Linked DNA regions of Arachis hypogaea: region 2 is linked to region 1. The links are chromatin contacts, called in public Hi-C maps. All regions are on one chromosome and are shown on one strand. Each heading gives the region's core, a stretch centred on a gene start, on an enhancer-like site or on the middle of the called end of the contact. The rest is flanking DNA. Distances are from core to core; before and after follow the strand shown.

Evidence for each region. Hi-C and Micro-C count contacts between places; a contact is called where the count stands out from the background.
Region 2: a contact with region 1 is called in a Hi-C map of an unstated tissue, with 2.2 times the contacts expected there. The contact joins the enhancer-like site here to the promoter of LOC112756064 in region 1. A contact is called at or near these places in 2 of 8 Hi-C or Micro-C datasets (leaf and an unstated tissue).

The regions. Positions count from the first base shown.
Region 1 is chr6:116,085,128-116,091,254 of arahy.Tifrunner.gnm2.J5K5, forward strand. It overlaps LOC112756064 (F-box/kelch-repeat protein At5g43190), which reads left to right and starts at 4,183. Exons shown (of 1, transcript XM_025804485.3): 1 at 4,183-5,886. The coding sequence starts at 4,526. The coding sequence ends at 5,731.
Region 2 is chr6:116,126,692-116,131,947 of arahy.Tifrunner.gnm2.J5K5, forward strand. It overlaps the pseudogene LOC112756068. Among protein-coding and RNA genes, the nearest start is that of LOC112756067, 15 kb to the left of the region's middle. Within about 2 kb of position 2,085, at least 3 of the 3 cell types and tissues checked have open chromatin away from gene starts, as enhancers often do.

The DNA.
Region 1 (6,127 bases), core at 2,933-5,432:
CGTACATGAAGAGATACATAAAAATAAAATAGTGGAAGGCCAATACTTCTAGTGGAATATTGCGTAAAAATGGTGGTGGAGCGCTAATATTTTCGGTAAAAACAGTAGCACCTAATACAAATTATATAAGGAAAAGTATAGGTAACCAACAATATTTTTGAACAATGTGTGAACAATATGAATAATAGGGTTAAAAGAGTAAATTAATCTTAAATTTAATTAGTAGCATTAAATTAGGATGTAGTGTATTTTTATTTGATTGGTGATTGTTGTTCATGTTGTTCAAAATGGTCATTATTTACCTAGCACTCCTCGTTATATAAATATCCTCAATGCATAAAACTAAAAAAAAATGATGGAGTATTGTACTCAAAACAAGGATTTAAAAATTAGAACTTACTAACATTAGGGTTAAAATGATGTGTGTGATCCCAATTACATTGAATTCCTTGTTAACCTGTTGCCATATAAAGTGTTCAACTTCTTCATTCACTGCCACAAAAAGTTAAAGATTCCAGTGTTTATGATCCCTTCATAATCCCCTTCTTGAGAGTGGTAACTTGTCCTTGAAGCAACTCCATTGTTCCTTCCCCTTTAAGAGTTCATCATCTGCTACAATCAGTGAGAATAGCAGAATTCATCATATTTTGAAGCAACTTGGTTGATACATTTTATTAAGATATAGTGTTTTTATAGGGAGGAGAGAAAATGTTTTAATTTTACAAAATAAATCTTGAAAATGTTGAATTTTTGTGGTTGACTTTTGTCAACTCATAATAAATTAAACCTCCATGATTGTGACTTGCAATTGGGTGCAATTGGGTGGAGGTTCAACAAGCTTTTAGTCTAAGTTTTGTTAATAAATATTTTACGAGCACCACTTAATATTATTTATTTTGAAAAAAAAATCTATAAATTTCTTATATGATAGTAAATGAATTGGATACTTGTTAGTTAAATCTTTAATTTCCAAAATAATGTTTTCCTTAGGGTTGCTCACAAATTTATTTTCAATGTATATTAAAAGATATCAAGCTATAACAGCAAAAAACAAAAAACAAAATCTTATAGATGAATAATATATAGTGTTCCTAATAACAAGGTTATTGTTCATTATAAATTAAAGAGTAAAGTATCGTTTTTGTCCCCAACGTTTGGGGTAAGTTTTATTTGTGTTCCTAACGTTTAAATCGTCCTATTTATATTCCTAACGTTTATAAACGTGATTCAATGTTATCCTACTATCAATTACACTAACAAATCAGATTATATTTTTCAATTATTCTCACTTGGATGTATTCATTCTCAATTAGGTCTCCCTTGGATGTGCTCGATTTTAATATTATACCCACTATTTGTGTTTAGATTCAATTATGTTCCTAAAAAAGTGAATTATGTAAATGTTGTAGGAATTAGTTTCAACTTTTGATGAGCTATTTTTTGGAGTGGATCATCGATTCTATCCTAGACATTTGTATTCTAATTTCAAGAAGAGATTTTTAAAACTCAAACTAAAGCGTTCATGATGTGTAATTGACGGCAGGATAACATTGAATCACTTTTACAAACGTTAGGGATACAAATAGGACAATTTAAACGTTAGAGACACAAATAGGATTTATCTCAAATGTCGGGACAAAAACAATACTTTACTCTAAATTAAAAAAAAAAAAAAAAAAACTGTGCAATGCAATATCAACTAATTAGAAACTACAGCCACAACAAAGATAGAAAAAAGAGAGCATTGAGACCAATGCAATAGCTTCAAAAATTGACACAATTTTGAAAATCATATCATCTATGAAAGAAAGTGGCCAACAAAGCTTCTTCCACTTCAATGAAGACATTAAAAACTTCCAACTCCATGATTTCTTCCTTAGCTTCTTGAATAACCATGTCTTCTTAGTAACTATGTCACTTGATCCTCTCTCCATAATAATAGCAATCTCTATATTAATATTATTGCTATATGATTTTTGCTTGGATACTCATAATGAAAAATGGTTAAATATATAATAAGGAATAAAGCAAAAAAGACTTGGGAGAATCTATTAATATTAGTACCACGTGGTTGGTCTTTTAGGCCAATATTTCATTCTAATTCAATGGACTAATAACAAAAGATGCCCCAACTAACTGAGAAAGAGTGTAGAGAATATTGTGGCAACTATGAATTATTAATACTAATAAGGAATCAAGTTTTATGCTTGACAAGATTTGAGTCGGTGTTCTGCTGATGAATTCGTGTGTAGGTTCTACCGAAAGCTCAAAAAACCTACCACTTTAAATCAAAATTTAAGTTCGATATATATTCCATTCAAATTACACAAAGTTGATGCATAGAGAAAGTATAGGGAGTTAATGGTCTAAGTGTACAATGCAATGGAGATTTAGAAAATATTAGAGATATGACAATTAGTGTTACATTGTCCTGTCAGGTTACGCTTTTGGATGAGTGGTTTCATGATATGGTATTAGAGTGTTAGATTCGAAATGTCAAGAGTTCGATTCTTGGTGAACCCCAAAATCATTTTAAACCTTTGGGATGAGTGGTTTTATGACATGAGATGTTCTTAAACATTGTCTAATACAAAATGAAATGAAAAATAGGCAATTTCTTTTTTTTTTTTTTTTTTTGTCAGGGAAAAATAGGCAATTTCTAATGTCTTGAAATTAAACAGATATTTAGAAGAATAAATAATTTCTCTTACCGAAAAGAATTGTCCAAAAAACAAAATCCAAAAGAAATAGCCCAAAAGGGTCAGTCAATACAAAATGTAAAATTATAAATACTATAAATCTTATGAAGCCCAAAAAGAGCCCATTTCATACAATCCAATCAATTTGTTTTCATGATCTAAAATTAAAAAAAAAAATCTTGAATACCCAAAAACAAAATCTTAAAATGTTGGAATTTGACTCGGACATAGATAAGCATGAATTGTATGAGTCATCATTAATTACTAAATGCAGGTTTCAAAAGATACTATGTATATATGGGGTGATATTAGTTTTGAATTCTATGATGATATTACTTGGATTTGACTTGTCACTTATGTATCAATGGAGATGATGATTAATTGATGATGATGATGGCGGTGTTAATATTAAATTGTTTTTCTATAATGACTTTGTCTTTGTAAACACTAATTAAAAGATTTAGACTTTGAATTTATGTTTATGATTGCGTTCAACGCGGAATATATATTCTTCAATACGCCCAAATTTCTCTGTACATTTTTTTTAGTATTACTATTTAAAATGAAAGTTTTTTTCCCTCTAAAAAAATTAGAGATTTTAGAATTTTTTTTCCCGAATAACCATAAAGAGAATACGAATTCCAACCAAAATCAAGCAACTTTTCAATTAGGCTATTTCGTTTATAGTTGTTAGAATTGAATCACTCTAAAAAAATAAATTTATGCTATCATCTAAATATATAATTATAAATTATTTAGTTAATTTTTTTAGGGTTAAGTATAATTTTATTTTTTAAGGTAGGGATTGAAAAATTTTTTTAGTTTCGACTTTTTTTTGCCTACAAAATCACCACCTCTTCGAAGATGATGAGGAACGCGACCAGGCGCGTCGCGGCAAGGTAAGGGTGGGTTGCGGCAAGGCTAGGGCTCAAGTTACGGCGCTGCAAGGTTGAAGTACGGCAAGAGACGAGACGAAGGCTGAACGAGGAAGAGGGGCGACGTATACAGTGTATAATGATTTAAACTATACTAATAAACTTAAGGTTTAATTCAATAAAATATTCGTGTTAATTATTTTTCAAAATTATTTGACCTGGAAATAAAGCATTTACAATTTTTTTATATTGATTTTCTTGATGCATAATAATGTCTATGCAAAGCACGAGTAATCTCCTAATTCATAAATAGTTGTCAAAATTAAATTGATAATTAATCTGATTAGATTACTAATTTTTTAATTCAACAAGCAAATCACTGGTTAAGCCATTTAATATATGGGAAAGTATGAAGAATTAATGGAATATTTATACAATGTGTACAATGGAGGTTTAGAGAATATTAGAGATATAATCATTAGTGTTACATTTTTTCATCAGTTAAAGCTTTTGGGATCAGTGGTACCATGACATGGTATTAGAGCGTTAGATCCGAAAGATCAAGAATTCAATCTTTGGTGAACTCCAAAATCAGTTTAAACTTTTGGGAAGATGTTTATTATCGCTATTACACGAATGGTTATTCTAGATAGTATGAGAGATGTTCATTTTGTAACTCAATAACCCATTGTATACATTGTACAAATAGTTCATTGTCTCCCTCGCGAAATCCTATATAATTATATATTTTTGTTAAAAAAAAGTATAGATACTGTAGTGAAATTAAATGTTCGGATAAAATAATTTAAAAAAAAAGGTTGAATGACTGTTGAGATGGTAGCTAACTTGCTATACTTAAAGTGTGAACTAAGACTCAAGTTTGAAGTCCACGTTACCCCGCAAGTTGTTTCTGACTTTAGAGATGAATAATCAAACATCTTGGTAACTCCGATGAGAATCAACAACAACATGATCATGAAGAGTTCTCCAAGATCTTCTTCAACACCAATGGATCCAAGAATCTGGAGCAAGCTACCTCCAGAGATCTTAGAATACATCCTCTCTTTTCTTCCCCTCAAAACCTTCCTCAATCTCAGGTCAACTTGCAAGTCTTTCTGGTCTCTCATCTTCACTCCTCCTTTCATAAACAAACACTCTTCTTCTTCTTCTTCTTCTTCTTCACCTTTCTCTAACTTCCTCTTCCTCTCACACCCTCAGTTCCACCATAGCCACTTCACTCTCTATGACTGCAACCACGCCACGTGGCGCAACATCTCCCTCTCCCTCACCACCAATGATTCTTCCTCCCTTCACCATTCTTCTCCATCATCATCATGCTTCACCACACTTGTTTCATCCGGTGGGTTGTTCTGTCTCTCCGATCCAACCTCATGTTCTTTGCTTGTGTGCAATCTCTTGGCAAAAACTTCTAGAAAGATTCAATATCCAAGTTTCAATCTTCACCTTGAGCATCTCACTTTTGTTACAACCCCAAAAGGGTACACAATTTTTGTCCTTTTCTCTCACTCTTCTTCTTCTCCTTCTTCAAGTTCTAGTAATGTGTTTGTCTATGACTCAAAGGTGCTATCTTGGACAAGATTTGAAGGGCGTTTTGGGGTTAATTTAGGTGATAACATTCGCCAGCATCAAGGTGTTTACTTTAATGGGGGTTTGTATTTTGCAACCCCAGAGCCATTTTCTGTGGTGAAATTTGATTTGGGGATTGGGAAATTGGAGAGACCAATTGGGGTGTTACCAAATCAAGTTACATTCTTGAGATTGGTGGGGGATGGAGGAGAGGGTAAAAAAATGTACTTGGTTGGTGGGGTTGGGAGCAATGGAATCTCAAGGAGCATAAAATTGTGGGAGTTTTGTGAAGAAAATGATTATGGGAATTATTGGAATGAAGTTGAGAGTTTACCTGATCTTATGTGTAGGAAATTTGTGTCAGTTTGTTACCATAACTATGAACATGTTTATTGCTTTTGGCATGAAGGGATGATATGCATTTGTTGCTACACTTGGCCTGAGATTTTGTATTACTTGGTTTCAAGGAAGACATGGCATTGGCTTCCAAGGTGCCCTTCTTTGCCTCTCAAATGTAGCTGTGGATTCAAGTGGTTCTCTTTTGTTCCTAATCTCTATGCTGCTGTTTGAGACATGTATGTAATGTATCACCCTTTTTGTCTTTTATCTTCTTTCTTCTCTTTAATTTTTCAGTTGCTTTTAGTTTGTTGGAGATATCCTTAGATTTGGTATGTTTTTTTTTTTAATATGATTTTTGGAATGAGAATGATACTTGATTAGTTGAACTTACAGTTTCTTAATTTACTAAGGATTATTGCTTAAGCAGCTTCTGTGTGTGTTTGATTCAGTATTAAAAAGATATTACTTCTGTAGTTCTGTTTAGCTCTAGAATTGATTTCTCAAAGTAGTAATTAGTAATAATCAAAAGTCATATGTTAGGAATTAGGATAGTGCCATCAAAGTTACAGGTAACAATTTTCACCTAAACCATATTGATTAACACTTTCTTGTCATCTTGTAAATTGT
Region 2 (5,256 bases), core at 835-3,334, 39 kb after region 1:
AAATTCCAACCGGACACTTATTGAAGCCAACAAATGAACCAATTAATGGAGTCATATTCCTTTGTAATGCTCTACTTGAAAAAAAAATGTTGGTGAGAATTAAAAATTGAAGACATAAAAGTGGACCAGGCCCACGAATAATTATGTGGGCCAATGATATTACAAGATCCTATTGAGGAGAAATTGAAGAACAAAATACTTATTTGTGGCAATAGCCGAGCAACAAAATGAGTGATGCCCAAGTGGATAAGCCATTTGGAAATTCCGTACATCAGTCCCATCAAATAATTGAACTAAAACCCACTTCTCTTTCTATTCTTTTTCTTGCCTCGCCCTTTCAAGCTCATCATATTTTCTTTTAATTGTAGATTTTCAATTTGAGATGTAATGAATAAAAACCTGTGCGTTTTATAACGGAATTTTATTAGTATGACTTATGGAAAGTATACAATAAGAATAATGTTAGAGAACCAATCTTTTCAATTAATATTAGTCAACTTCTTGAAAGTTATTTTATTTATATTAAATTTTAAATTTTAAATCATAAGTTTTTAATTTTACATTTTAATTTATAAATTTTGAACTCTAAAATTAATTAATATTAATCAATTAAAAATTAATTATTTATAATTTCTCATAAAATGATGCATTTTCCTTCATCTAACTAGCCAGCAATAAAATTTAAGAATTTAAATAGATATTCAAGTAGGGGTTGACAAATTTAATTGTACTAAGGATAAGCACAAAAATTTAAAAGTAGTTTTTCAAGATTTAAACTTTTGACATCATAAATAGAATTTGTCTAAAATTAATCTTATTATCATTAAATTAACTCGTTTTTTATTTTGGCTTCATTATTCATGTATTGAAATTATATAATTTATTTTTTTATTATGGGATAGAAATACTAATAATTTAACTGAGAGTTCAAATATAAAATGTCATATGAAAGTAACTCACTTCTTATAATTTGTTTAGATGAAATATAAGACTTAATTCATATTATTTTATTGTTAACGTACGTGATCTCAAATCAATTCATTTACAAATGCAAAATTGAATATCATTTCACTATTATTTTTTTAATTGAATTCAATTTTTATAGATCAAAATTATCCATTTCCTATGCTAAGCAATATTCTTACAAAATTAAGACAAATTCATCAACAAAGACAATCCCATGACCCTGGAGCATAGTGAACCAAACACAAATATTGAGGAAGTTAAAAAAAAAACTATATTCATATATATTATTTAAATAAAACATATTAAAATATAAAATATGTATTAAACTTATATAAAAAATAAGATATAATAACTGACTTAACGAAAAAGAAAAAAACATTAATGTATTAATATATAATTTTTTGGGTAATTTATATTAATAAATTAATTGAAGATTAATTTTATACAAATATGAATAAAAGTTGATTACGCATTTGTCTTAAATAGATTTATCCAAATCGAATCAGGTAAGCGCAATTTAAAAAAAATAAAAAAGAGTTCAAACGTTTATTATGCATAATTTGATTATGAAAAAAAGAATATTTTATTGTAAAAAGAGAATGAATATATTTAAAAAAAAAATGTTTATATTATTTTTTATTTTTTTTATATATTTTGTTACTGTAGTAAATTAAATTAAACTTATTCGATTCAATATCTATATCTTATACAAGTAATGATTAGATTTATCAAGAGATTTAACTCGGATATAAAAATGATCCAATGTTTCTCCAGTTTACATGAAATTAATTTCTACTAAATTTATTGATATAAATTATCCTAATCTTTTACTAAAAAAAAAGGAGACTGTGCATCACATGCCAATCACGTGCATATATTAGATTCTTATCCTTTCAACTAAAAGTCACAAGAACAAAAAAATCAATTATGGTCTAAATTTATTATCTTCATGTAATTAAAAATTGTCAAATAATATTTTTAGTCCACTATATTTTCTACTATAAACGGTATATTAACAGAACTACACGTAATTTTCACCCTTAATTAATCCCCACAATAAGACCCTCCCAAACAAAGATCCATACGTTATTTGCCACGTGTCCACACCCAAACCTCTTGTCTTTTCTTCTTTTTCTGCCTAGCTAGTACCTACGTCTTTTAACTACCACATCAGCGTTTTCCTCACTCTACACTGTTAAATCAAAACTAAACCAACAACCTTCACGCGCGTACTTGTACTTCACGCGCCGCCGCTAAGGAGAATTGAGAGCTATATCCAGCTGTCAAGCAAGGTAGGAAGGAGCACTGAGGTGAGGGAGGTGCCCCTCGGTGTCGAGCCAAACCACCATGCTAGGTCCACCAAGGTGCTCCTCCATGTACGTGGCCACCGTCGCCGGAACCGAGAGTGGTCCCTCGCCGTCTGCATGATGCAACAGGGGACCTTCACCAAACCTAGGATACCCCGAAGGTCGCTGTTGAACACCGTCCTCGATACGAAAAGCGTTATGTCCGGCCTCATGTTGAAGAGTGTTCTAGAAAATTCCCTAACTGCCTCCGGCACATCCGCCCCCACTGCCAGCGGCGCGAAACCACACACCCACGCCTCGTAGTTGGCCTCCATTGCCGAAAACACCTGCTCAATTTCACCTTGCTCAAATCCTCCATGGTAATCCTTGTCGTTCAAGAACCTTCGCAAAATATAAAATAAAATAAAATTCAGTCAAATAGATTATCAGAAAATCAAAATCCGTTCGACAACATCTCAATAATTATATCTCTCATTCCAGATTATTAGATTATAAATGTCAAAAACTTATTTTTTCAAAACTTAAACTTATTTCTATTCATAATAATGTTGTACAATGGCATTAAAATTACCCAGCATAAATTCATAATGTAAGAATTTAAGTTTAACTAATTACATTAACATTTCAATGATGACTTCTAGAAACATTATTATAACCACCATGTACCATTATCTGATAATGATTAAATTTTTTAAATAAGTAATTTTGAGAAATGAATTTGTTGAAAGAGGGAAACTAATAATCAATTAAAGAAAAAAGAATTTATAACTTGCAGTTGCCAGCTGGATACTAAAATATAATTGAGAGATTGATTGAGGGTTACCGAGGGGAGGCGCCGATGAGGATGAGCTTGGAGAAGAGTTCGGGGCGGCGGATGGAAGCAAGCATTCCGATCATGGCGGAGATGGAGTGACCGACATAGGCACAGCGAGTAACGCGGAGAGCGTCAAGGATTCCGATGAGGTCATCGACGTAGGCGTCAAGGGAGGTGTAACGGCGGTAATCGAAGTAGTCCGGATTGACGCTGCCGGCGCACACGAGGTCGTAGAGGATGACGCTGTAGCGGCGGGTGAAGTAAGGGAGGACGCGCTGCCAGGCGGATTGGTCGGTGCCGAAACCGTGGGCCAAGACAAGGTACTTGTCGCCGGAACCTTCTACGCGCACATTCAGCGCGTCTAAGATTGAGGTTCCCATCTTGAGAGAGAGAGAGTGATTTGGTTTTGAAGGTTTGGAGTTATATGTGAACTAAATATTAGGAACAGTGAATTTTTAGTTACCCCTTGCTTTTGGACTTTTTGCTTGGTTCTCAAAGAGACTGTGATCTGGTTAGGTAGTATTTATAACTGGCTGCCACAATGAGTGTTACCATCAGATCCATCTCTATGCTTCTTCTGCTGTTTTTGGTTTAAAAGAGTCAATCAACCAATAGTTAATAGTTTATTTTAGTTAATATATATTATAGGAAATATTTTAAGTGCACCGGGAGTACCGGTGCACCAGTTGTTTTAACTGTGGACCTGAATTATAAAAAATATATATAATATATATTAATTGAAATCAACTATTAAAACAACTGGTGCACCGGTACTCTCGGTGCACTTAAAATATTTTTTATATTATATATATTTTTTATAATTCAAATTAACGTTTAAAATAATTGAAATATTGGTACTCTTGGTGCACTTAAAATGTTTTCAATAAGTTTATCTTAACACTTCTTTTAAACTTGAAAATGTTCATTCATATTTTTTTTTTTTTTATTCTTTTTACTAGATCACCGAATTAGATGTAGGTTTGGATTGACATTTGCTAAATTAAAATTTAAATAAATTTAGTTTTACAAAATTAATTTCAAATAAAAGTAAGTTTGTAGTAATATAATTTATATTTGTTAACTCTATATAAATTGATTTTGATAAAATGAATATTATTTAGATAATAGTAGTTAAAATTATATTTAGATAAATAATTATTAACAAAGACATAATATTAAATTATAATACTATTTTTTAAGTATGTTTAATTTTTTATATTTTTAATATATTTTTATATAATATTTTTTTAATATTTTTTGTATTCTTTTTTTAATATACTACAATTTTTTTATTATTATTATTATTTGTGGTTAATTTTTTATTTAATTTGTTTTATCTAATAGAATTAACCATTTATATTATGCTTGTAAAAATGATTTTTTTTTGTATTATCCTATCTTTTTTTAGGTATATACATAACAACGTTAGTTTTGTTTATTTTTTTTAATACTTTTTGCAAGGTCTTTTTATAGTACGCTTCCTATTCTTGTTTTTAGTACTATTTTAAAAAATTATAATAATGAAGCGTACACAAACATTATAATAACAAATTTTATAAAACCAAACTAAAATAGAATTACAAAAGTAAAATCTATATTTTTTATAATTTTTTTAGTATTTTTTTATTTAATACTATTTTAAATTATAATTTTTTATTACTTATAATTTTATTATTATGTTATGATTAATTTTTTATTTAATAATATGACAGTGCCTTTGGTGCCTTTGTTAAATCCTAGAAAATATTTTTTTTACATGTATTCCATGTAATTGTACTTTGTGGTCAGATCTACTTTCTCTTGATTCTCAACTGGTTATTTAAATTTAAAATTTTATAAATAATTTTTTATTTTATATATATATATATAATTTAGGAAGGGTTTCAAGTGTACCGGAAACACCGGTGTTCCAGTTGTTTTAACCGTTGAGCTGAATTATAAAAAATATATATAATATATATTAATTGAAATTAAAACAACTAGAATACCAGTGTTCTCGATACACTTGAATTTTTTCTATAATTTAATCTTAGAGAGCGACATGAAAGAAAAATGGCTCCATGACTCCATTCCTGTTCAAGAGTTGCCAAACACTCTCACATGGCAAATTAGTAGGAGAGATGACGACATATTGGCTTGGTTAAAAGAAGTCAAAATAATATGTTTGGT